4 separate regions of the Mus musculus genome follow, and regions 1, 2 and 4 are each linked to region 3. A link is a contact called in public HiChIP or PLAC-seq and promoter capture Hi-C data. All regions are on one chromosome and are shown on one strand. Each heading gives the region's core, a stretch centred on a gene start, on an enhancer-like site or on the middle of the called end of the contact. The rest is flanking DNA. Distances are from core to core; before and after follow the strand shown. Region 1 holds the start of Pgm2l1 (phosphoglucomutase 2-like 1). Region 2 holds the start of Lipt2 (lipoyl(octanoyl) transferase 2 (putative)). Region 3 holds the start of Gdpd5 (glycerophosphodiester phosphodiesterase domain containing 5). Region 4 holds the start of Kcne3 (potassium voltage-gated channel, Isk-related subfamily, gene 3).

Region 1 (6,029 bases), core at 677-3,176, 850 kb before region 3:
TATTAATTCACTCAACTGGGATATTTATTAGGAAAAACACGGACAAAACTGATACTGAAAGAGAAAAGAGTGTCATTATTTTTAGTGTGGTGCACAAATCAGCAGAACTGGTATCAATCACCTGGAAGCTCACTAAGGCTGTCAGGCCCCACCCTAGTTGTCTGGTCAACAAATGCCTCAAGATTCCCAGATGATCTGTTAGCACTTTCGGGTCTGAGAAACATTGGTTCAGACTCTAGAAGAAGGATTAGAACATCTGAGAAATATATGACCCAGTAACACCAAATACTTTATTGTAATTGCTTATTTGTTGGACTTCCTTATCTACGAACTAAAGGCTTGCTGACGGCAAGAACTCTTTCTATCTTTCTCACCACCAGCATTTCCTGTCTGGCCTAGAACACTCAGTATTTAGTTGGGTTTTTTTGTTTGTTTGTTTTGTTTTGTTTCCCTTCTTAAATGCATAGATACCTGGAAAAAAATGAAAATAAACTTTTTCAGAAAGCTAATTAAGTAGTTCTTTTGTATAACAAAATCTCACATACCTCCATACAAACCCCTTAATTCAGTTTTAAATGTGCTGCCTTTTTTGTTTTAGCAGCTGTATCATATGCACTTGAGAAAACAAACACTGGGATTATCATCCCACCCTCTGAAAAAGCCTCCAAGAGCCTCGTTTACAAGTGAAAAGGATGCATTTTAATTCTAGCTTTCACCAACCCACCCTATATACCTGCACAAGGGGAGGGAGAGAGAAGAAACGATGGCATCAGCAATTCTGAAATTCCTAAGCAATTCCTAAATATCTGATCAGAATCTGCCTTTTAAGATTTGAGAATGGTGCAAATTCTATCAGTACAACTAGACTATTCTAGATGTCCATGACAATTTTTTGAACAGGATACTTCCAATAAATAACTGCCGGCAGAGGAATGAAATAAGAGGAGAACCCTTGTCACATTTAATAGCAAAAGGTGATACCAGAAAATAAGAGTGAAATAGACTAGCGAATACCTAGCCAGCGATTACCTAGTGACAGAGGGTGGAAACACAGCAGAGCAACATAGTGAGTGGTTAGTAACGTTCAAGAACCAGAAGCCACTTTCTGGTTCTGCAGAGAAGGAAGTCAAAGGAGAAAGAGGAAAGGTGATGGATGCATAGTACACAGAGGATAACTTACAACGATGAGAATGAGGACGAAGTATTTTGACCATGAGAGATGATACTCACTGGAAGGGAAGGGGCAGCAAGGGAGGAAGCGGGACTGCGGTGTAGCCTACCACAAAAGAAAGAGACTGCAGTCGTCCCTGCCCAGCCCAGCCCGCCGGGGAAAGCAGCCCCTGCATAGGTGAGAGGCATCGCCCAACTCCACTAGCCCTGCGCTGGCTGGAGCCATCTCCCCTGGAGCCTCCAGAGCCCTGGGTGGGTACCGGAAAGGGTGGACTGTGCGAGGGTGAGCAGAAAGAGGGGACAGATGCCGGGGTGACCAGGTACCCACCTTGTCCCAACGCAGCCACTGCCCGATGGCCGTGTCTAGCTGGGGGTCCCCAGTGAGGTAGGGGGCGTGGAGCAGGTTAGAGTTCAGGTCATCATCTGCGTTCTCAGCCATGGTAGACACACGGGTTTGCGGGCCCGAGGGGCGGGCGAAGACACTGAGTCAGGGGGGCTCTAGGTGCGCTCACCAGGGTCCAGAAACCCCCTCCTTGACGAAGGGCATCGGAGACCAACCGCGAGCTGTTCAGTCCGCGCCAGCTCCTGCCGCAGCTCCAGCGAACCCGGAGAGAGGGCGGAGACAGGACAGCCGCCTCCCAGCAGACTAGCTCCGGATCTCAGCTCGAACTGACTGAGGCGGGCGTGAGGCGAGAGAACAACAACAGTCCCAGATGTCTGGGTCGCCGCCTTCGCCCGCGCCGCCTTAGGCCCCGCCCCCGCGCCGCCCGCGCCGCCCCCGCCCGCCCCGGCCCGTCCGAGTGCCCGAGGCATGAGGCGCGAGCCCGGGAGCGCGCGCCCCGCACCTCCGCTGCAGCGTTTGCTGTCCGCTGAGGCGACAGTGCACAGCTGGCTTTGTTTTTTTAATGCCGTTCCTCAGCTGTCTTTCCCTTATCACCCGCCCCGCACTCGCACGTGCGCCTCCACCTGGTGTCCCCGTCGTCTCAAGCAGCCCGCCTCTGCACTCACTAGGAGAGTCCCCGGCGCGCGCAGGCCCCACCCTCTTCGCCTCAGGGCTTGGTCTCGCTTGGGAGCCCAAAGTGGCGCGCGTGACGCCTCACGGGAGTTGTAGTTTTCCCCGGTTCCCCGAGTTCTGTACACCCGTTGCCTTTCCCTTCCCTCGGAGAGAAAAAGCACCACCTGTTCCCTGACGCTTCTTACTTATGTTGTGCAGTGGTGGTCTCCTGCTTTAAGGTAAAAAAGGAATGACGTAAGGAACAACGGTATCTATTTGTACTTGAAAGTTTACGAGTCGTTTTTTGTCATTTCATTCATCCTGTGTGGTAGGTTGTATGTATATTCCTTTCCCACTTTACACAGAAGGAACTGAAAGGCAAACCGAATTTTCTGAGCAGTAGCGTTCCTGAGAAATGAATGCGGGTTTCAGTCTGTTATGTTACCTCAGCTGGCAGTTGTTTTTGTTCAGTTGTAGCCGCGGAATAGAGGTAGAGAGAATATAATGTCTGGAAAATAGATAAGAAGGTTGTCAGATGATGGGTCAGCATTTAACCCTATTTTAAGAATGTACAAACATCATAAAATTCATGAACAAGTAGGAATACAGAGGAAAAAAGAAATGAACACCTTCACTTTCTTTCTTCTATAAATGTGCGCCTTTCAGGTCTCATTACTTGAGGCCAGAGAAATACTGAAGTCTTGTATATGGACCACTCTGCTTTCTCTGTTTTTGAGACAGGGTCTCCTCTATGGCTTTGGCTAGCCTTGAACATAATATACGCCAGGCTGAAATTGAACTCTTGAGTGCTGGAATTCCAGGTGTGCACCACCACACTGTGCCAAATACCTTCTTGGTGTGACTTGACCAAGTATATTAAAACTCTTCCTCATCAGCCTTTTGCTCTTGTAAGGATTATATAATATTTATAGCATGACAGTACAGTAATTGAAGAAATAGTTTTAGAGTGTTTTGAGGCTCAAAGATAAAAGACATAATAAATCCAAAGTATTCCTTTTATTTTTTAAAGACATCATTTGTTCTAATAAAATCCAAACTACTAGCATAAAATAATTGTATTGAGAGATTCTGAAAAATAATATATGTCATTGTAAGGGGTTGCAGTGTTTGCCTTAAAAATCAACAAAACAAGAATTATGCTAGGAGCTGATATTAGAAGAATATAAACAATTCCCTTCAAGAAGTAAAATCTAGGGCTGGAGTGATGCTTCAGCTGTTAAAGCTAGGGTCACAACCAAAATCCCCAGAAATAAAATCTGGAGAGATAGGATATGTGCAAGAATGTTTAGTCCACGATGAAGAGCTTGCTGCAAATAGTGGAAATGAAACCATCAAGCAGGAGGACCTGCACTGGGATTTCAAGAACAGGAAATAAGCCAACTGAGAAAAAAGGAGAGGGCATTTCAAATCCATTAGTGAGTGATTCTCAAGTCCACTATGAGGTTGTTTAAAATATATTTTATATTAGTGAACATAAATCCCAGCAATCCTGAATTTTGAAATGGCCGCGGTACCTCCATAAAGATAGCTGTTGATTGTGACCTAGATGGTCATTATCAAAGTACATATTAGAACCAACATGTTGGCATCCTCTGGAAGCATATTAAGAGATGCAAATTTTAGTACTCAGTAAAGTTCTACTGAAACAGATTTGCATTTTAACAAATCTAATAATTAATATTTAAATATTTTATGCAGTATTTTTTATGAGGCAATTTCCCCCCCCCCAAGACAGGGTTTCTCTGTATAGCCCTGGCTGTCCTAGAACTCACTCTGTAGACCAGACTGGCCTCAAACTCAGAAATCCGCCTGCCTCTGCCTCCCGAATACTGGGATTAAAGGTGTGCGCCACCACCGCCTGGCTGAGACAATTAGTTTTAAATACCAAGTAATAGTACCAAATCAGCAACTTTCAATATATGAAATGATATAGGACATGTAGTAAAAACAGGAGAACACAGGCTCTACTTAAATACCCCTTTCAACCAATGTTTCCTTACTTTTATCAGCAAAATCCTAACAGATATTACGGGTTACCTGAGTCTTCCCCAACAGGTTAGTTAGACTTATTGGTTAGACACTGAAAGGTAACTACGGAGACTCTCAATTCACTCAATCTGAGAACATTGTGTGTCCAGAAGGGGAAGTTGGGAAACTCTCAGAAGCTTTCCATTTCTATTGGGGTTTGTCCAAAGGGTCCTGTGTTTTTACTGTATTTTTATTTGCTAAAAGTTTGTCAACTCTGTGACTGTGAAAGTGAGGTCTTGGTTCTCAGAATGGAAATGCATTCTGAGAAATGAATTGTGAGGCAATTTTATCATTAGATGAACATCATAGAGTGACTATAGCATCATTTTGTAAGGAAAAACCTTACGAGACCACAGTTACATAGGCAGTCCCCTTTTTGACACAAATGTGACATTATACATAATTGTATACTATAATCAATAATGTATGCATTTTTGTTATGCCATATGCATGTATCAATTATACGTGTTATATATATTTATAGTTGTGTCATTGTGTCAGTCAGCTATCCATTACTGTGACAAAATGCTTAAATAAATCAACTTAATAGAAAAAAAGGTTAATTTGGGCCTACAATGTCACAGACCTCAGGTTATGGTCATTTGGCTCTGTTGTTTTAGATGTGTGGAAAAGCAGTCTGTTACAGCAAGGAGTAAAAAGTAGAGCAAAAGTTGGGTGTGGTGGCACATGCCTTTAATCCCAGCACTTGGGAGGCAGAGGCAGGCGGATTTCTGAGTCTGAGGCCAGCCTGATCTACAGAGTGAGTTCCAGGACAGCCAGGGCTATACAGAGAAACCCTGTCTTGAAAAAACAAAACAAAACAAAACAAAAAAGTAGAGCAAAGATGCTCACCTCATGGTGGCCAGGAAGTGTGAGTTAGGAAGAGGCTTGTAGGTCTCAATATGCTATTCAAGGACATGTCCCAGTGGCTGGTCTACAGTTTACAATGGAAGCCCAAAGAAGTTGGTTCTGATAATGGTGAAGGAATGTACCAGCTACAGGATAGGATAAATGGATTTACCAGGAAGAATGAGAGCAAATTTGAGGTGGGGAGAGTTTCCTTCTTCCATGTCTTTATCTGGGCTAGTGGTATCCAGGCTGAGTCTTCCTGCTTCAGATAATCTAATCAAGGAAATTTCTCACAGAAGTGTGCAGTGCCTTATGTTTTATTTGGCTCCAGATACAGTCAAGTTGACAAGCAAGATCGTTAGCTATCACTACCATGTCCTCTAAAGCCTTGCCAGGTCCTGGATGTGGCACACTAAATACAACTCAGGAATAAGATATTAAATCCTTTTAAAATTTAAAATATATTGTTGTGTGTATGTGCGTGGTATGTGTATGTGCGTGGTGTGTGTGTGTGTGTGTGTGTGTGTGTGTGTGTGTGTGTGTGTGTGTTGCAACAGCATATGTGTGAAGGTCAACAAACTACTGTGGGAATCAGTTCTCTTATTCCACCATATGGGGCCTTGGAATGGAACTAGGGTCATCAGGCTAGGTGGCAAGTACCTTTACCTGCTGATCCATCTTGTCTGCCAACAAAGACATTAAATCTTGAAGAAATCTGTCATTTTGTTTTATGTAAAGAGTATATTCTCTTCTTGTTGCTTACTGAAATACCTGTCATAAACCCTAGTTAGCTTTTTATTAATAAAGGGTGTGTGTGTGTGTGTGTGTGTGTGTGTGTGTGTAAAAAGGAAGAATTATGTAAGCAATGTCCTCCTTTCAGGCCTCTTCTGATGCACGGAACTATAACAATAACAAACAGAAAGAGATCTTCGTGTAAGGTCTAGCTAATGGCTGCAGGCACAACAGG
Region 2 (6,705 bases), core at 3,586-6,085, 780 kb before region 3:
AGGAAGTGGGTGTCAGCACATGGGCTGGCTGAGAAAGGAAGAGTAGTCCTGGAGCTAAGGAGAATGTAATTTAAGCTGTGACTGCTTCTCAGCTTTCAATTATCAATCAGAAGGCCCATTTCTTAATGCTGGCAATAAATATGTCTACACACCAACATACACGCACAAATCCTGTCAGCCAAAGAGAACACACCTGCAGACCAGCAGTAACCCACGAATGCCAGTGCCGGTGTGTGCTACTCACATCCAGAACAGGAAAGATATTTTATGCTCTGTAGGTCTGTCCACATCAAAGGTGTGGTCTTAGCTGTTGGCATGTACCCTAAAGGGACACACGTTCTGCTGAGGTCTACCCGATCCCAGCATAGCTGTAGCCATTTTGTTCCATGCCTGCCAGCTATTTCATATTGTTGCTGGATGCTTGCCAGTCATTGACAAAGGAAAATAACTTGACTCAGAGTTTGTCCTCTATTATGTTCTGTATGTTCTGAGGTCTGTTAATCCTAAGGAATTCCACAAGGCTTTACATAGGACCCATCAAATTAAAGGTCAATATAAACTGTCATGTCTAAAATGGCTTGAGTCAGAGCTGACCACCAGGCAGCACTTCCTGCAAGTGTGTATGACCTCATTATAGTTTTTGTGTTTTTCCTTTATAGACTGGCATTGAGAAATGTTCATCGCTGTAGCCTCACCTCACGAATTCTGAGCTATGGCGCTGATCGATCAGTATGAAGGTATATATACCCCAACATGTACCTAAAGGGACACATAAGAGCTGGCGCTGGTGCACAGGTGGGCAGCATGAGAGACTGTGAGTGCAATCTTGTGTCTGTAAGCATGAGTGTGTGCATTTGTGTGTGTGTTAACATTCGTGTGTCGTGGTATGTGTGTGGAGATCAGAGGACAACACAGTCCATCTTAGATCTTTTTGGTTTTGTTTTTTAAAGATTTATTTATTATTTTACGTATATGAGTACACTGTAGCTATACAGATGGTTGTGAGCCATCATGTGGTGGCTGGGAATTGAACTCAGGACCTCTGCTCAATCCGGCCCAAAGATTTATTTATTGTTATATGTAAGTACACTGTAGCTGTCTTTAGACACACCAGAAGAGGGTGTCAGATTTCATTACAGATGGTTGTGAGCCACCATGTGCTGGGATTTGAACTCAGAACCTTCAGAAGAGCAGTCAGTACTCTTAACTGCTGAGCCATCTCTCTAGCCCCATCTTATATCTTTTGTTGTCTTCACTACATTAGCCAGGCCAGTTGACCCTGCAGGTTTATGGTCTCTCCTGTCTCTGCATCTCATATTACCACGGGAACTCTGGGTTTAACAGATGTGCACTTCTTAGGGTTTCTATTGCTGCAGTGAAACACCATGACCCCAAGAAGCTGTGAAGAGAGAGTTTATTTGGCTTACACTTTTATATTGTAGGTCATCACTGAAGGGAGTCAGAGCAGGGACTCAAACAGGGCAGGGACCTGGAGGCAGGAGCTGATGCAGAGGCGATGTAGGGGTGCTGAGTGCTGGCTTGCTCCCCATGGCTTGCTCAGCCTGCTTGCTTTTTTACAGACCCCAGGACCACCAGCCCACAGATAGCATCTGAAAATGTGCCCCCCACAACCCCAACCATCACTAATTACGAAAACACCCTACAGGCTTTCCTGCAGCCTGATCTTAAAGAGGCATTTTCTCATTTCCAGCACCTTCCTCTCACATGACTCTAGATTGTGTCAAGTTGACATAAGACTATCCGGCCTAACTGTGTGCCTGCCAGTTTTTATGTGGGTTCTGGGACTTGAATTCAGGTCCTCACATTTCCACAAGCGCTTTAATACACTGAGCCATCTCCCAGCCCACAATGGGAGGCTCTTTACACGGTTCAATTCCACTCAGTTTTTATGGCTGGTCTCCTGTATGCCAGGCTCAGCAGTTGCTTGCCAGAGATATGAAGGAAACAAGACAGTCACAGTTCTATTCTTAAAGGCCCTACTGCCATGAGGCAAAGCTACAGGACCTGGGGACAGCTCCCTTAAGAAAAGCAACGGAGGCAGGGCAGCGGTGGCACACACCTTTAAGCCTGCACTAAGGAAACAGAGGGAGGTGGATCTCTGAATTTTAGGCCAGCTTGGTCTACAGAGTGAGTTCTAGGACAGTTAAACACAGAGAAACCTTGTCTTGAAAAACCAACCTCTCCCCCCACAAAAAAAAAAAAAAAATCAGCGGAGAACAGACTGTAACAATCATAATGAGAGCAGGTGCGGAGCACTGGCTCTGTGCTAATATTATCTCAGTGTGCTCCCTGCCATTAGGCTATGTGACTCCTCTCTCGCCTAGGCAGAAACCTTCACACTGCTTCATACTGTGAAGGTGTGGCTCAGGAAGGTCAACTCAGTCAGCCACCAGGTAGCTATCCTCTACGACCCAGAATAGCACATGCCGGTCGGTGCTCACACACAGAATAGCACAGGTCAGTGCTCACACAGGATGGGGAGTTCAAGGTCATCCTTGGCTACATAGCACGTTCTAGGTCAGCCTGGGCTGAGACCATTGTCAAAACTCAAGTAAATGAAGGCAGACATGGTTTCAGGCACGGGCTTAGATAGGGGGTGGGTAGTCAAGTGAGGCTTCTTGAAAGTATAAGGCATGCACTGACTCAGTGAAGACAGTAAAACTATGAAATACTAATGTCATACTGCTTCAAAAAGCCTTTTTAAATGAATTGAGGCGAATGTCTTAGAACCATTAAAGCCTTTTTAATGAGTCTGCATGGTGAGGAACTGAGGCTTTTCATCGACAACTAGAAGCAACCAAGCAATCACAATGGAGTGAGCCATCTTGGAAAGTGAACTCCAGCATAGTTAAGCCTTCCAATGACAACTGACCTTTAAATGGAAGCTCTGGTAAGACTCCAACCAACCCAAGTCCATTTCTTCCAAATTCCCAATCAATGAGAATTGAGGTAATGTGTTCCTTGGCTGTCTTGAATCACAGATTTTCTGCTTCTTAGCAGGCCTGACATGCACACAGATCTAGGAATCCCACTTAGGAAAATCTTTCCTCTCTAGTCTTTGTATGCATGGAGGGAGTACCTTGTCTTTATGAAGCCTCTAACCCATCTCTGTTGACCTCAAGCAAAAATAGGTAAATTATCAAACTTGAGACATTCAACCCAGAAAGGCAAAACTATTTTATTTTATTTTTTTGAAGAGGCTTTCTCCTTTACTGAAGAAAGACCCAGGTCTCCTGAGAAGAGTAACTTTATCACTTCCCTGGGCCTCACAGAGATTTGGTTCCCACAGAACTCAAAAAACCTAAGAGTCAAAACTGCTGTTAGATACAACTGATACAATTGCTGTTAGCACTGAAAAAGTAGCAAGTAATTAGGAAATGGCAGTTGATAATAACACTGGAGTGTCTCCATTAACAGGTGTTAATGGTCATGGGGATGCTTTAGGTAGCCTGTGACTTTTCATAGTATTTTCATAATGTCGTCTGAGGTAGGTGAGGAGATACAGGGAGCAATTGCTCAGGGCCTGTCATGGTCAGTGAATCAGAGTAGTTCTGGGGACTCAGTCAGACTAGCAATTGCTCAGGGCCTGTCATGGTCAGTGAATCAGAGTAGTTCTGGGGACTCAGTCAGACTAGAAGCTTTCTATTGTAGAACCATCATCCCAAGGATAAGGTGAATGAATGTCCTTCAGCTGGGGCTGTCCTCAGAGATTAACGTGCACTTGAAAGTCTCCTTGAATGCCACAAGGAATGATGGCATTACTTCATCCACAGTGACAAGTCTTTGAAGCGCCTCACTCAGGGAAGTGACTCCAGTTCCAACCAGTCCACAAGGCACAATGTGCTCAAACCATGTGAGGTCGGTTGAACAGTTCAGAGCCAAGCCGTGGGACGTGATGTGTCTTCCACAGCGGACTCCTGCAAGACAAGCCAAAATATCTTAGCATAGTTATACTTCCCTTCTTTGGGAGCCTCAGGATCCCTCTGGGGCTGAAAGGTAAGGAGGCCTGGGCACAATCCCTTGAAACTTGGATGGAACACTGACTGGATCTGGGGGCTAAGTCAATGGCGGTGGGGGCTGTGGTTACACATCAGCTGCCCTTATTTTCGAGATTCGTTTAACACAAGAATTGCGTTTGCATTGGAAGTTTTAAATTTTGGCATCCTGTCTCCCGTTATGAGTCACAGGAAGAAACCTGGCAATTCATACTGAACTAGAGGACTCTTTTGTCTCAGCTCCATGAGGGAGGTCAGTGGCTCATGCCCAGAGTTCATGTCCAGCCCAGCGCTCCCCGATGTTAGCCCTGCCCAGGCTCCGCCCCGGTCCCGCCCCGGCGCGCTCACCGATCGCGCAGATCTTGCGCTCCCCCAGCCAGACGCCAGTGTAGGGCGGCGGCCGCGCGCGGGCGCCCTGCAGGCCCCGAAGTTCGCACAGTCGCACGGCGCACGCCTCCAGCGCCGCCACGTGGGTGCGCAGGCGCAGGCCTAGGAGCCGCAAGTCAAGCACCGGGTGGCAGAGCAACTGGCCCGGGCCGTGGAAAGTGGCCAGGCCGCCGCGGCCGGTGGCGCGCACCTCGGCGCCCAAGGCCCTCAGCCGCGTAGTCTCCTCGGGTGTCAGGCCACCGCGTAGCCCGCCCGTGTATACGGGCCCCGCTGGCTCGCAGACCAAGAGCACACCCGCTTTGGTCCCCGACAGGGTCCCAGGGCGAGGGTCTGCCTGTAGCCGCCGTAGCCAATGCTCCTGCAACGCCAGCAGCTCCGAGTAGTGCACCCGACCAAGCCAAACGAGCCGGACCACAGGCAGCGACATCGCGCGGGAGGCGGCGTGCGTGGGCCACGCCTTCTGGCGGGTCTCGGGGCGGGGACTCTGGGCCACGCCCCTGAGCTTCAGCCCGAGTGGAGCTTCAGTTCCCGCCTACCTGTGTGACCCGAAGTCCAGGCAGGATTGGTCTTAACCACCCATTCATTCCAATAATCATTTTTTAGTATGTTCTGTGTTCTGCAGGAACTTGGACCGTGCAGTGTAGAGTATTTGAGAAACGAAGATCCAACCCTGGAAGCTTAGGTGTTCACAGCTGACAAGCTAATATTAAAGTTTTTTTTTTTGACAATATTCAGAAATTGTCTTTCTGTTTCACCATGTAAATTCTTTTTTTTAATTTAATTAATTTATTTATTACGTATTTTCCTCAATGATGGAAAGAAAAACAGAATTCAGTAATATGTTGAGTTCCTCGAAAACTGAAAGGGAGACTAGTGTGCAAAGAGGTTTATTGTGGATCGGTGTGGGACGTAGCAGGTACTTCAAGATATATAAGACTTGAAAGAAACAGGATTAGGCAGAAGCTGTAGTTGAGCAGAGAAATAGTTGCATTAGATTCTTTCCTTAGCTATCCCCCAGGAATGCTCCGAGTCTGGCCTGACCCATTAGAATTATTCTAGATTAAAGCAAATGGGACATCCTACATAGATGGGTCACAAAAACAAGCTACTCCTGGGAAGGCACCGTTACCTTTGTAGGAGTTGCTTCCATTATGAAGCCCTGATCTCTGAAGGGAGCTCCAGCTTGAGTCATCATACAACCCAGTCCCAGAAGCCGAGGGAAGGACAGGGGACGGGAAGCCAGAATATCAAGATTAATTGTGATTAATTGGCCCAGAAACCCTTCCTGACCTGAGCTTTATACAACAGAGAATGTGCCAGAAAAGTCCCCAGAACTACAATTTGGAGAGGTAGATGTCTTATCAAAGTCTTATAAAGGGTCCTGAGCCCTCAGTCCCCAAGGCTTTTACTTAGCCCACTAGCTCACGCCCATTCTTGGGAGTGTTTTTCTTTTTTTAATAACCAGCCCCTGTTTCTAACCACACTGTGTGTCTCTGGTGTGGTATTCTAACCTGGGACATAATCTCAGATCTGCACTGACCACTAATTTTTTCCCCTTTTCTTTATTTCCTTTTCAGATATCGGCCTAAAGCCTGAGCCTACATCGTTGCACTGTGGACTTTCTCACTCTCTGAACCCCTCCACCTCTGCCATGCAGGTTCTCCCCTCCCTCCTCCATCACAGAAGATCCTCCTGCCTCTGCCTCCTACGTGCTGGGATGGACTTTGACTGTTAATAGCTCCAGTAACACTGAGTGTGGGTGGGCCAGGAAGCAGAAAGAGGAAGAACAGAATACCAACCAGAGTGAGGCTCAATGCCAAGAATTAATAAGGCGGACAGACTGGCATGGGCAAACATATATAATAGCAGGTTTCAGAGCGGATGACAAAAGTTATTGTGAGTCATCAACATGGGGATGTGGTTTAAAAAATAAACATTGAGATAGCTCCAGGCTCTGGGAGAAGAAGAGACATTGGGAAACCCTGTTCCAGAGCACCTAAATCTTATTAATAATTCCGTGTAGGGTGGGGAAAGTAACTGCAGCGATTTGGTTCCTGCACAAGATGAACTCAGTGTTCCTGCTGAATACTTGTCCTGGTGTGAAGCAGAATAAGGAGGAAAGCCAGGGATCTGGGTACATCTTCTGTTCCGTCACTGTGTGTTTGCACTCCTATGGGGTAGGTGATACACAGTTTGATTCTTGGGTCCTCATCTCCTCTAACTAGTGTCTGACACCTATAGGGCCTTAGTAGATATTTGCAGAATGAAAGAACAACCGTTTAAATCATTTGTTGTGGGTGTC
Region 3 (6,785 bases), core at 3,493-5,992:
CGTGGCCGGGCCAGCTGGCCTCTAGTCCTGCCAACCTGGCCTAGCCCCGCCAGCTCTCAATCATGGCTAATGACCATGCAGCCTGCAGTCTAGGCCACCACCCTCCTTGAAATGACCACAGTGCTCCTGGCCCAGATATCAGCTAGGCCAAAATCACAGCTGTCTGTCCCACCACATCCTTCAGCCCTGTGCTGTGGCCTCTTCTTCTTGCCAGGGTCATGAAGGACACTGCAGAAGACCTGAGACATGGGATGCTGGGACACTGACAAGAGGGGCTGACTCACTGAAAGCAATATACCTGCCAGCCAGCACAGCCCAGGGCCAGGGTTCCTTCCTGGGCTCTTCACTCGGTCCAGCACAGCCATTCCCTGGCCTAGGGAAGAAGACTTGAGGCTAGGCTTGTCACATGCAAAGAATGCTTTCGAGGTACAGGGTGGAGTTGAGGACAGAAAACATCTCCTAAAAGCTGGCTAAGCGTCAGCTTTCATTCAGAGAGGAGCACAGATTCCCAGTTCAAATGGATGCAGGCCTGATTCTCGGTTCCCTGATGTTTAGCTGTTAAGAATTTGGGCAAGACAGAGAGTACCTCCATGCTCTCCAGTTTCCCGGAAAAACCAGCTGTTTTGTAGAGTTACCATGATGACAGTGTCTAAAGTGCTTGACACATTGTGTCGCTCGTCCTAAGTAGTAAGGGTATCAGCTATTACCTACATCGCCATGACAATAGAAGTAAAAGTATGGGCATTTCCCAAACGGTAAAATATTATTACTTTTATCAGTAGATGTTTACTGTGATATGGTAAACATTCATAGATGCCACCCTAGAGGGGTGGGCAATCCAGGAATATTTGAGGGTGGGATCGGTGACCCAATTGGGCCAAAGCAGAGAAAGTGAGAAGAGAGGAGGCAGGGATGTGGCTCGGATTGTCCCACAAGCAAAAGGGTAGATGGGTGTCCACATGTGGTGTGTTAAGTAGACAGTGATGACCAAGGAGCCTGAAGCCCCATTAGTGGCTGACTATGGCTGCCAAGGCCACACCCAAGGCCTGGTCTGGTCTCACTGTCACAGAGGGGCTCTAAACAGAGCCTCCATTTCTCTCCCACCCAATTGCTCAGCCCTCTCTGCATACGAATCACTACCCAGTATTACTGTTCCAGAATTCTCCTCCCTGCTCCACCTACCACACCATTTCATTCCCTAGCACACACTGACTCCCCTGTGTGCTCACACTGAAGCAGTCCTTTACTGTCCACCATGCATGCCTGACATTTTGCTTAGGTGACCCTATGGTCACCCATGGTGAACTTGAGAAACAAGCCTCACTATGCTATGGTCAGGTGTCTTGGCCTCCAGCCTCACTGTGAGCAGGTGGAACAAGCAAAATTCCCTAAAGACTCCCTGGCTGCCCCCACCCCCTCGCCCTTCCCCAACACCGCTGGAATCAGAGACCTGCAGCTTGATCCTAGCTGAGCTACTTTGGCTATTTTGGTTGCCTGTAGGTACCCCTGCCCCGACCCCCAACAGCACAGAGCTAGTGGATAATAGGTCCTTCTCTCCTTGTCCTGTTCCACATCACACACACACACACACACACACACACACACACACACACACACGCAGAGCACAACCCAGACTGAGGCACACACAGGAGCCCCTGGCCTCCTCTGGAGGGGCGGAAGCACAGCAGAGTGCTGCTATTTCCCTAGCCTGCCTCCCAGCGAGGGGAATGATAAATTATTCACTGTACCCTGTGCTGAGGGAGGCCAGACAATGGGCCACAGGGAATGGACACCAGCTCCTGCCCCACAGGAAGCCACAGTGGGTGTGAGGACTGTTAGAATCCAGGGCCCCTTCCCAGTGTCTCCAAGTAGATTAGAGAAGGCTTTGTAACTAGGAGAGGAAGCACAGGGAGCCTTATCTGCCCAGGAACCGAGATGGACAAAGCTGTTGAAGTCTCTCAGCCTGTGACTGCCACCTGTGTGTGTTCTAACCTCAAACAAGTTTGAGGATTTCCCAGACTTCCTGGTCAAAACTCCAGTTTCCTTTCTCCGTAGGGAAGGAACTGGATGGTAGCCAGGCACTGTGTATCTTTAGCTCAGTTAATCTTGGTGGGAGAGCCATTCCACTCTCCTAGAAAAGCAGAGGGCTCAGAGGGTAACATGGCTGCCCGTGACCCCGGAGGCCGAGTAGCTTCTTTACCACACAGCACTGACCACTGGCCACTTAGGCTCCAGTCTGCCGCTTAGCCCACCTGCATCACTTCTACAACACTTCACAGTTGACACTTAAATAGTCCCTGAAGCAAACTCAGCAGGCCTGAGTCAAAGATTTCACCTCTCTGAGCCTCAGCTTCCCACACAAGATAGCCTAAAATAGCAAGCCCATATTGGACAAGCTCCACAACTCCTTAGCACTCAACAGTTTGCCTGTGGGACCCTCTCTTTCCGAGTAGGTAGCACCGTGCTCTGACCCCCATCTTGCAGGTGAGACTTCAGAAGGAGGCTTCCCCTAGTCTCCTGCTCTGCCTCACCGGAGGTTCCCAGCTCTTTCCAGCACGCAGTGAAATGAGATCACAGGTGTGAAATTAGTTCATCAAAAAGGGAGCTCTGTTTAGATGCAAGGATTATTATGAGATCTGAATCCTCAGGCAGAGGTGGGGGAGGGGGAATCCCAAGCCCCTTAGACACCTTCTAGGCTGCTCGAACCCCTCCAACCCCAGGAACAGGCTTCTCGTCTTTAAGACCCTGCTCCATCTCCCAGGGGCTTTCCAAGGTAATTTCCCCACACTCCAGGGAGTCCAGCCCAACAAAGGTTAACCAGTTCCAGCCAGGGCCATAGTGCCCAGACCAAGGCCATATGCCACCCCAGCCCCACCCAGAACAAGAGCCCACAGAGTCCGTGCCAAATGCTCTTTCACAATACCCTCTCCTACAAAGATCCCAGGGCAGCGAGCAGGAGGAACTTCTGCCTGGGAATCAAGCACCTGGACTGTGTGTCCCCAGATCCGGCAGCCCTAACCTTAAGACCTGGAGAAGGTCTGCCCTGGGCCATTTTGCACATAGAGACTGGAGTCAGGCTTCTTTGAGCCCCAGTTCCAACCACACACACTCTCTGCAGTCTCATACACGCTTACCTCAACTGCATATTGGGGCTGGGGAAACCCTAGCCACAGACCGAAAAGGTGTGAACTAGGAAGGGGAGCAGACCCCTTGATGGATGTTTGGAAATCTTTCAGGTCTACTTCTCTCTCAACCACTCACTGGCTTTAGGACCTGGGGTCACTGTGCCCCCCACAAGTCTTCAGTGTCCTCATTAATAATGCCAAAGGAAGGTGGCTGAGTTCTGAGGGACCACAGCTCCAGCTTCCACATGGCTGTGTCTTGGGGACCAATATGGTGAGTCCTTTAACAGATAAAGAGTACTTCAGTAACTTGGGGACATTAACTATGGGAAGCAGGTTGTCCCTCCAGCCCGGACCCCGGGAAGAGATCTTTTGGAACAGGGAAGCCCTGCCTTCAACGCAGGTTCACCTTTCCTGGGAGGTGGCATGCCCATGACCCAAGAGTGGCTGGTAAGAAGGACCTCTTCGGCTTCAGGACCAGTGCCTGGATTTCGATGCCCCAGAGGCCCCCACCCTGCCAAGCTCTCACGTGCATGCAGGCTATCCACTTCTTTTCTTCTCCCCTCCCTCTTTGCTCTTTCTCTCTTTATCTTCTCCCTTCTCCCCAGTCTAATCCTCAACATGGAAGGCAGAGGACCTCAACCCTGCCACGCCTCAGTTTCCCCAACTGTCTGCGCCCATAACAATACACAATAGCTTTTATCTCGGGGTTGCTATGAGCTTTGGATAAGGAACGACTTGTGCAAGGGCGGGGCTCGGACCTGCACACAATGGGCACTCAATAAGTGCGGGCTTCTCTCTACTATCTTTCGCGCGCCCTCTCCTAAACAGTTCACTCTCTGCCCGTGTCCCCTCCACGCCCTCCGCTGACCCGGGCCCTGCCTCTAAGGCTCCCGGGACTGCTCCCGCCGCGCATCCGGGGCTCTCACCTGCAACCTCCGCTCGCTGGAGACTGTGGCAGGAGAAGCCCCTGTGTTCCCCTGGGAGCAAGCACCCCAAGATCCTTAACCTAGGGCGGAGAAAGGTGGCAGCTTCGACTCGCCCAGGGGTTCGGTCCGACTGTTCTGCCTGCTTGGGACCCCTCACGGTGCGCTGGACCCGGGCGGTGCCAGTACAGTTTCAAGTCCGGAGCAGTTCGGTCCAAGGCAGCTGAAGATTTGGTTCTCCAGGAGCTGGAGGCCGGTGGGCGTCCCGGCTCCTCTACACTCAAGTCCCAGAGCTGGGGCCACCTTGCGCCGACCAGGGGGCGGAGGACACTCCAGCAGAGATGGGTCAGTATGATGGGGCCGAGAACGTCCCGTCTCGGAACTCCGGATCAAGGCCGGGGCTCGAACGTCCCAGCAGCTCCAGACCACGGGGCTAGGAAAGTCCAGGCGCGGAATGCGGGGCTCGGACAAGCAGGGCAGGGCAGGGCAGGGCAGGCGGAGCGCCAGCGGCCGGAGCAAGGCGAAGAAGTCTGCCCAGGTCCCGACGCCGCTCACTCTGCAAATCTGGGCGGACCTGTGCCGGCAGCGGACTCCAGAGCTCCGGGCCGCCGCTCCACTTCCTCCTCTTACCGGCTCCCCGCTCACCGCTTGCTCAGCCTCGCGCCGCAGCCTCTGCTACTGCCGCTGTCACCCTAGCCGCCCACCCCCACCCGAGCTGCAAACCGAGCCGAGCCGAGCCGAGCCGAGCCGAGCCCTGCCGAGACAGCTCCGGAGCGCCTGCGAGCTTGGCCCCTCCCCTAAAGGGTGGGACCAACAGAAACCCCGCCCCTGGCCGGGCCGGGAGCAAAGGCGGGGCGTGAGAGACACTGCTAGGCCGGTCCCCGGCGCAGTTGGGCAGCAAGAGCCAATGGGAGAGTGGAAGAGGGGTGGAACTCTGCTGAGCGTGGTCTGGTGCCGCTGGAGAAGGACAATGAAAGCTGCGCGTAGCAAGCGAGCCAGCCGCCTGGAGATCAAGATGGTGGGCTCGGGGGCCTGGGTTGACTGTGACTGAGCACGAGGCCAGCAGTGGGAAAGGGCGAAGCATGGAGGAGGCGAGGTTAGGACTGGGATGTCCCTGGATGGCGGAACCTGGGGCGTAGCGTGATACAGCCAGCCTCTTGCTCCTCCCCGCTGCTAGGGCTCCTTGCACTGAGTAGCATTTGGGAGCAGTGCAAGGCTCTGATTTTAGGAAGCGATGCAAAAAAGTTTGTAAAAATAAAAAGCAGATCTGTTTCCCACACTTCCCCTTTCCCAGAGTTCTGCGGCTCAGGGAGGAACGTCGTTATCAGTTTCAAAAATATGAGCGGAGGTGTGTGAGGACAGCTCACTTCGAATCGTGACTTCTGTCGGCTGTGCACCTTCCCCACCCCTCCCTGTCTTTGAAGTATCCAGCGTCCTGTGTGAGGCACCGAACAGGAGTGAAGGGTTTGATATATGAATGAGTGTTGCGAGTGCGCGTGGGCAGGGCTTAAGTCACTAATTGGCTTGGGGAGCCCTAGGATGAGGCAGCCCAGCCCAGGTTCATCTGCAAGCCTCAAATCAATTTTCTGCGTGAAACCCCTTTGTCACTGCTGTGGACCAAGACTGTAGGGGGCGCATGGTGTTTTCCAGATTGCTGTTGCTGGTATAGGATTCTATCCACCAACTCTGTGACATTCCTGGACTAGACTGGCTCTGGAAGATGGCTTTAGCCTCCTAAGGCGATGCCAAGGTCATCCTTGACTACACAGTGAATGGAAGCCAGTGTGAGCCTGTCTCACAAGACATAATAATACCACCTTAAAGAAACTCAAGACACTGCAACTTGACAGTCGAATGAGTGAGGAACCACATGGGCTTAGAAGACCAAAGGAATGGCTTTCCTGACAGAAACAACAGCACTTACAAAGGACACCTCCAGAGATCTCTGCCTCGTATTGGTTAGCAGAGGCTTCCCTGAGCAGGTTACAGGCAAACTGAGGTCAAAAAAAGCTAGCAAGGTTAGTAGGAGTTGACCGTGCTCCTGAGAAATCCTGGCAGCAGTAGAGCAAAAGTCAAAGTGGGAGATTCCAGCGAGGCAGGTAGAAGGGAGTTCAGACTTATCCAAAGGACCAAAGATCTCTTAAGATCCTCCTGAGCCCACAGCCCAGCTGGATGCTGATGAGATCAAACTAGGAGGAGCTTGGAGTTTGGATTCCATTAGCAGAGGGCTGTGAGAAGTTTTCAGCACACTGTCAACATGATGGAGTTCTGTAGGGAAACAAGTGTCCTTAAAACACAGCGCCTAGGGGAGTGGCAAGGGCCTGCCTGAGGATTGAAGCTATCCATATCACACTTGGTAAGGGTGCCAAGATCTCGTATACCTTCCCCTTGGCCAAGAACCGTCAGCCTTCAGTTGTCAGCCCCACGGAGCCCTGAACTCTTAGCCTGCTATTGTAGCTCCTTGTCTTTCCACCTCTTCTCCCCCCCCCCCTCCCTCACACCTCTCTCAGATTCGCTAACAATGAACATCATCCCTACACAGTTCCTCCGAGTGGCTGCCCTTATGGTCCTCCTGGACTGTCGTGAATCCCACCTTGAGTTTATTCCTGCTCCCCTGCAGGACTGAGGTGAGAGTTGGAGAGCCAGTGCTCATCAGCTTGCCTGACTGCTGTGTCCTAGAGCCTTGCCTAGACTCAGTAATTGAGTCACAAATGTCACCTTCTCTGAGATGCCATCC
Region 4 (6,714 bases), core at 3,110-5,609, 800 kb before region 3:
AGCTTGCAGGAAGAATTCACTCTTTTACTGCACTGAAGAGGATTCTCGTGCTTCTCGTTTTGAGAAGCAAATACATACACTCAGCTTTTGGAAACTAGAAGCATCCACATAATTAAGGTAACCTCTCCCGGCTCTCCCTCTCTCCTGGTCCGTTTTCCTTGGAAAGGGTTTTCACTTGGCACAACACAGGGGGGATAACATGGATCTGAAGAGCTCACCAAACAGTTCAGAGACTCTGCTGGCTCTGAGACATCTTTGAGGATCTCTTCGTGGATGTCCCACAACCCCTCAGTTCCTTGCAAGGTGCATCTGGAAGCAGCCAGAGTCGTGGTGTTAACAGGAAAGGCCCAGAGCTAGAAACTGGGAAGGAGGCAGAAGAGGAGGAAGAGGAAGGAACCAGAGACACAAACCTCAGAACCAAGGGTGATCTCCCAGTTCCTAAGGGTTGCGCAAGCATCTTTCTGTGGCTTCTGACCCACCCATACTCCTTTCCCCTTCCTGCAACAACTGGCTCAAGCTAGCCTAGAGTTATAGTTACAGAACTATGCAGTGGCCAAGGGACATCTGATTGCTGTCTCCCCAGTCCAGGCTCACAACATCTTAATCAGGTGACTTTTTGACAATGGAACAACCTAAAACCCTTCTCCTCCCTGAGGGTGCTGGTAGATCAGTAGGAGCCTTTTAGTATCCCAAGGTAAAAATGGTAGTTTGCAGTCTCATAGAAATAAATGACACATTACTAATCAAATCTGTTTGGACAGACAGCATGTGGATGTGTCCCAGCGAGCTGTCGAGATGGCTCTGTGAGTAAAGGTACTTGCTGCTAAATTTGATGGCCTGAGTTTGATCCTGCACCCTAGTGGAGAGAGCCAACGCCTGAAAACTGCCCTCTGACCTCCACATGCACACCCCCCTCCAATAAATGTAATAAAATAATTAAAATGAACGTGTCCTAGAATTAACTCTCTGTAGCATGGCTTTGTCATGAAGATTAAAGAGAATTATGTAAGTTTTGGCTGTAAATCCCACAGAAAGCAGCGACAGTTTGTGTAGCACAGGAACTGGACAGGACTTCAGAGTTCACCAAGGCTGACTGTCCTCATTTTACAGTCTTATAGTAAAGGAAATGGAAGCCCGGGCAGCTGTCTTTGTCCCACTGCTACTTGTGTGACTCTGGGCATGTGATTCCCCTCCCCCCTTTTAATCTCAGCTTCTATCTGCATCTGTAAAATGAAGGGGTCATGGTCAGCTCAAATATCCTGTGACATTATGAATCACGGAACCATGTTGTGAGATCTTGGGAGACTGAGTGGCTGGTGGAAGCAGCCCTTGGGTAGCCTTCTAGAGGACTTCAAGCCCAAGACAGAGAGGCTACAGAGTCTTCCCAGCAGGCTCAGATATTTCTGAGGCTGGGGATTGACTTATACCTGACATTCCAGCCTAGGTAAGGTGAGGACCAAATGGATCCACTTCCTCCTTTTTCCTCTTAGCCTCTTATCTGTAAGGGTGATCTGGCCCAGGGGAAGAGACAGAGTGTGTGGGAAGTTGGGGTAAGAAGCAAGTGAAGGACAGGGTGGGACTCATGAGTGGAGTCAAACTGGAACCCATCAGACCTTCCCATCAGGGCCTCTCAGACCACAGAGGTCATAGTATGTATCCTTCAGTGCTGGGTTTGGGTGGAGACAAGAAGGCAGATTCTGGGCATCCTGTTGGGGTAAGGAGAAGCAGAGAGCTGAAGAAGGGACAGACCGGTTGCCTATAACCCACCTCTTGGTTCCAAATGGGCACAGACAGAAACACTGGTGTTTTGTTTCTCTTCCTTGAGTCCCCGGATTTCCAACTCCTAGAGAGTCATTGATTATCAAGTTTCCAGGATGGACGTGGCAGAGCCCTGTTGTAGAGAGGCCTTTGATTGAAATAGACAATGGGCTAGCTTAGAAAGCAGACTAACAGCTACTGAGCAAACTGGAAAACAAACAAACTAACTAACTAACTAACTAACTAACTAACTAACGATTATCGAACTCTTCTCTATGTGGCTCTGCCTTGGCTCTGTTTCCCTGTGGCTCTCCCAGTGTTTGTGACCATGATAATGAACGCCAGGCTGTGAGCTCATTGGACAGTCCTTGCACTCCCACGCCTCTTGCCTTTACTCATATTCTTTTCTTAAGCAGGAATTCCTTTACACTTTCTGTCTGCTTGGCAAGCTCATTCTTCAAGACCCTGCTCTATACCACCAGCTTAGAGCCGGTCCAGAAACACCCCTCTCCCCTACTCAATAACTAGTCAGTTTCCCCTCTTGTTTGTTACCAGAGTGCCTTCAAAACAGCCTCATTAGAGAACTGGGCCATTTGGAATCTGTTTGTGAGTGTCGATGTGGGCCCAGTGTATCCCTGCACATATGCTTGGAGGTTTCAGGGCAGGGGCCTCATGCATTTCTTTATTCTTCAGGCCTGTTTACATAGTGAGCACCAAAAAGAACAAGTGACTCAATCTCTCTCCTATAAGAGAGTACCCTCCCCAACTCATCCCCTAACAGCTTCATGGAATCAGCTTTCAATGTTTTAATAGAAAACCAAAGTAGAAAAGACTCCCAGTTACCCCAAGATAAGCTGCCTTAGATAGAGGGGAGGCCCCTTGAGCAGGTGGCATGGGGCAAGAGAGGGAAATTCTGAGTCTCCTTTGGAAACCCAGACACTTCCCACATCTGATCTGAGCCCGTTTATCCAAAGGGCAAACATTCTTGGCCCCCAGAGAACGGTAAATGGTTTTGCAATGCTCTTCCCTGTGTACCTACCAAAGGTGTGGCCATCCACACCCACAGAAGGCACACAGATAGCCCAAGTCTCAGCCTGTGATCTCGCCTTTCAAGAGTACCTTTCATGATCCTAGTTCTGCCTATGTGACCTTGAATGCTTTTCCTCTGAACCATATCTGTAAGACGGAGGTAATTACCAGTGCCCAGCTCACCTCGTGAGAACTGGGGGAGACAATAGGCGGAGCAGGCATGAGAAAGTTACTGGGAACCCTGCTCACATTGTTCCCATAGCCATCCATGGCTCAGCTCACCTCTGAGAGCAGTCATCCCAAGTGCCTACCTTCTGCTGTGCCCTCTCACAGCCCACAGCCACCAAGGGTCGCCCACCTCCTTTGTGTCCCACCCTTTCTGATGAATCCTGCAGGTCCTTGCCATTTACAAGTGCCTTCCCTGCCCCTACTTGGCCAGTCTGTGTAGCCAAGCATAGGATGGAGGTTCTTGGTCTTGCCTGCCTCCCTCTTAGAAGGTACTTCAAGCTCCCCTGCGTTACAGATAGAAAACATGCCCTGAGGAATTTGAACTGAAGAAAGTTGCTAGTCGGTTTTCATCTTCCGGGAGTCAACAGACTTTAAAGGCAGTTTTTAATGCCTCCAGTTATCGCACCCCTCCATTTGCAATTTACAGAGTGGCTGGAGCCAGAGAGAATGAGTTTATTCGATATCTGTACGTGAAATAAGAGTCCTGGGCTAGGAGTGAGGAAACACTGGTTCTAATTCAATATGGTCCCTGGTGATAAGATTATCCTGGGTCCTCAGTTTCCTCCCATGCAAATTAATAAAGAGAAGGAGGCAGAGATTAGGACTTTGCTTCCCGGGGCTCTAACACACTGGCTGAGACACCTCCCAAACATTCCCCTTTGCCCTAATTGGATTACATGGGGGCAACTGGAGCAGGAGACCCATTTTACAGGAGGTGACCTAAGAAAGCATAAGGCACAAAGCCATGGTTGACCTGCATCAATTTACACTACCTGAAAACTAGAACCCAAGACTCCTGACTTTCAACCTAGAATTGCTACTAACAGCGGAAGATGCTTCAGCCCGTCCCGGGATTTCGGAGGATCTGATCGCCGAGGGCTGGTCACAGTGGAGTAGAATGGGTAGGGCAGTTCTGCAGAGCCCGCAGCTTTGGTAGAGCAAGACTGACTCCTGGAATGTTATTTCCGTGAGTGTCCCGCTGCAGACCTGTGAGTGTCCTCTTATCGGTAGGAGAGGAGGAGCCTTTGCTGCCTGGAGGAAAGCCTGGGAGAGCGCCTTCGGACCACACACGACTTTCCATGCGCAGCGAAACTCTCTAATCCCTATAGTTCCTGGGAATACCTGCTTTTCTCACTAAGGAAGATCCACTCTGTGTTTTAGCAGCACCCCACGTCGGGTCCCCCCTCTGAAGGAAAACACCGAAACCCTGCACGTCTTGCCCGGACTATGGATAGCTTTTCCAACCCTGTAGCGCCTTACCCGCCTCTACGATCTGTCTCCGGTGAACACTGCAATAATGCCCAGATGCGCTCAGTGCTCTCAGATCTCTGCACGCCTACTGGCTCTGGCTCCCTTTTCCTTCCCAGGGTGTCCCTCCTCTGGCCCCGCCCTGCCTTAGCACTCCAGCTTCAGCGTTGGCTGTCTTGGGGCGCCTCCGCCCAGCTCCTTAGCCTTAACCGGGTGCGGTTGCGGGGAACCACCTGCTTCCTGGATCCCAGACAGAATTTTTCTCGTCTGTGTCTCCTTTAAGTCTCAGCCAACCTAGCGAAAAGCTGATTTCCAAACACCCAGACCAAGCGCTAGGTTTTGGTGGAGTCGGGCTTGGTACCTGTGTAGCTGTGTGGCACTGGGCAGCTCCTCTCTGGGGCCTTGGTTTCCTGTCTATGGGTACCACCATTCCTGCACTCGCTCTTCACAGGGTTACGGTAAGATTAGAAGTGTTTTCAGAATCCAAAATACTAAAACCGGAATAGCCAAAGAAAACATCTGATTCTAAGACATACCCTGTTTTCAGTTTGCAGACGCCCAAATTGGGGAGGTGATTCTACACTCAGCAAGCAAGTCAGCGCAGAGCTCGGTCAGAGCTTGGTCTCAGAATCCACGTACTCTAGCAGGCATCTCCCCCCTCAGTAGTCTGTGTCACATGCCCGGTCTCAACTTGTATCCACTCACTTCTTAACTGGTGTCTGTCCCAGAACACTTGTTTTCCAGCCACTGGGTCCACATCCAAATTGTTTCTGATGATATTAAAAATTGTTTCTGTTGATATAGAAGAGACGCTGATAAGTGTCATTTTCCTGTTGATGACAGAAATAGGGATCTGCCTCTCAGGGACTCTGTAGCAACCACTTATCCAAGCTCTCTTCACTAGCGGAGGTCACACAACGAACACACTCAGATGAGCTCCCTCACAATTCTCGCAAAGATCTACTGCAGTATTTCCAAGGTGAGTAATTTCCATCACAGAATATTAGGATATGATTACCTAATACGTGCTTAGGGAAAAACAAGATTGCCACGTGGTGGGCTTTTTGTGCATAATTGCTAATCTCCTTCAGAACACATCCTTGTTGTGTTGTTTCTGTGTGGCAGGTTTCTATCCAGCCGTTCCTCCCTAAGCTGGACACCACCTCTGAGAGCCGTCATCCCGATTACCCCAGTATGCGCTGCTCCAGTCTGCACACCGAGGGCGGTGGGCTCCTCCTGGGAGGTTTGGATTCAAAAGACCCAGAGTGGGGCCCAGAAATCAGCATTCAGAGTTTTGCCTCTGTAGATGTCTGTGCACCGCTTACATGCCAGGTGCCCTCAAGGCCAGTCTTAAGCACCATTGGGAGACTGGGAATCTCGTTTCTCTTTTCTTTTTTTCTTTGTTTGTTTATGTGATTTTTGAGACAGGGTTTCTCTGTATAGCCCTGGCTGTTCTGAAACTCACTCTGTAGACCCAGCTAGCCTCAAACTCCCAGAGCTCTGCCTACCTCTGCCTGCTCAGCACTGGGATTAAAGATGTGCCCTGCCTCCCCCTGACAAAACTCCTAGGCACACAACAAACAAGAACAATGACAAAACTCAACAGGGGTAGAGTGATGGTTCAGCAGCTAAGAGCACCTGCTGCGTTTGCGGGGGACCCTGTTAGGTTTCCAGTACCCATCTAGGATCTCACAACCATCTGTGACTCCAGTTTTAGGGGATCTAATGCCCTCTCCTGACCTCCACTGGTAGCAGGCACACATGTGGGGTAATAGGCCATACAGCTGGGCAAAATAATCATAGACATTAAATAAAACAATTAAATCTGAAAAAAAATTAAAACTAGCCTTGTCAGGTGGTGGTGACCCACTCAGGAGGCAGAAGTAGGCAGATCTCTGAGTTCAAGACCAACCTGTTCTACAGAGGGAGTTCCAGGACAGGCAAGGCTATATAGAAAAACCTGAGAGAGAGAGAGAGAGAGAGAGAGAGACTTGCCTTGGTTCAGTCAAGGTCCTCCCTCTTTTCCTAGTTTGGGAAGAACTTTGCATTCTTGACATAGGGGAGCAACAACTGTCCCTGTCAGGAGTGCTCTGAGGACACAGACGATCTGTTCCAATAATGCTTTAGAATCAGAAACTCTGATTCATACCACCTTAGAGTTCTAGAATCATTCGGCACAGAACCTAAGCAAGAAGGACTTACAGCTCTCTGGTCAGTTCCCCTCCAGGCGAATCCTCTGTAGTTCACGTTGCCACAAGGCTGTCCAGCTTCACCAATGACATGGTGGAAGCTCATTGTCTCAAAAACAGGAAGTGGCCCCTGTTGTCAGGACATCTATCTTCACATCTCAACTGCCTCCTTCTGCCCTTCAGTCTCTGCTCCCACTGGGAACATGAACCATTAACCTAATCTTTCCTTTAGAGAGGGCAACTGACCAAGGAGCCATTGGAA

What was found. Promoter capture Hi-C pulls out the DNA fragments that hold promoters and counts their contacts. HiChIP or PLAC-seq counts read pairs in DNA pulled down with a chosen protein or histone mark.
Region 1: a promoter capture Hi-C map of liver shows a contact between it and region 3, with 2.6 times the contacts expected there. The contact joins the promoter of Pgm2l1 here to the promoter of Gdpd5 in region 3. A contact is called at or near these places in 3 of 39 promoter capture datasets (liver and pre-B cells), 1 of 484 Hi-C or Micro-C datasets (embryonic stem cells) and 1 of 115 datasets of contacts at active chromatin or transcription factors (bone marrow-derived macrophages).
Region 2: a contact with region 3 is called in a FOXA1 HiChIP or PLAC-seq map of pancreatic cancer cells. The contact joins the promoter of Lipt2 here to the promoter of Gdpd5 in region 3. A contact is called at or near these places in 3 of 39 promoter capture datasets (liver and pre-B cells), 2 of 115 datasets of contacts at active chromatin or transcription factors (pancreatic cancer cells and trophoblast stem cells) and 1 of 9 other capture datasets (adipose tissue).
Region 4: a contact with region 3 is called in an H3K27ac HiChIP or PLAC-seq map of trophoblast stem cells, with 5 times the contacts expected there. The contact joins the promoter of Kcne3 here to the promoter of Gdpd5 in region 3. A contact is called at or near these places in 1 of 39 promoter capture datasets (neural stem cells), 1 of 115 datasets of contacts at active chromatin or transcription factors (trophoblast stem cells) and 1 of 9 other capture datasets (adipose tissue).

Annotation. Positions count from the first base shown.
Region 1 is chr7:100,223,504-100,229,532 of GRCm38.p6, reverse strand. Pgm2l1 (phosphoglucomutase 2-like 1) reads right to left here and starts at 1,926. Exons shown (of 14, transcript NM_027629.3): 1 at 1,499-1,926. The coding sequence starts at 1,609. It overlaps Gm34877 (a long non-coding RNA gene), which reads left to right and starts at 2,128. Exons shown (of 3, transcript XR_869834.3): 1 at 2,128-2,403.
Region 2 is chr7:100,157,407-100,164,111 of GRCm38.p6, reverse strand. It overlaps Lipt2 (lipoyl(octanoyl) transferase 2 (putative)), which reads right to left and starts at 4,835. Exons shown (of 2, transcript NM_026010.2): 1 at 4,365-4,835; 2 at 3,181-3,938. The coding sequence starts at 4,830. The coding sequence ends at 3,709. It overlaps Gm51452 (a long non-coding RNA gene), which reads left to right and starts at 3,936. Exons shown (of 2, transcript XR_003946658.1): 1 at 3,936-4,017; 2 at 5,981-6,705. Gm39057 (a long non-coding RNA gene) reads left to right here. Exons shown (of 3, transcript XR_869833.1): 3 at 660-789.
Region 3 is chr7:99,379,475-99,386,259 of GRCm38.p6, reverse strand. Gdpd5 (glycerophosphodiester phosphodiesterase domain containing 5) reads right to left here and starts at 4,742. Exons shown (of 18, transcript NM_201352.3): 1 at 4,052-4,742.
Region 4 is chr7:100,176,328-100,183,041 of GRCm38.p6, reverse strand. It overlaps Kcne3 (potassium voltage-gated channel, Isk-related subfamily, gene 3), which reads right to left and starts at 4,359. Exons shown (of 4, transcript NM_001360467.1): 1 at 4,276-4,359; 2 at 1,768-1,891; 3 at 219-360. It overlaps Gm51453 (a long non-coding RNA gene), which reads left to right and starts at 4,351. Exons shown (of 3, transcript XR_003946660.1): 1 at 4,351-4,721; 2 at 4,811-5,242; 3 at 5,389-5,658. It overlaps Gm34821 (predicted gene, 34821), which reads left to right and starts at 6,372. Exons shown (of 4, transcript NR_169134.1): 1 at 6,372-6,474.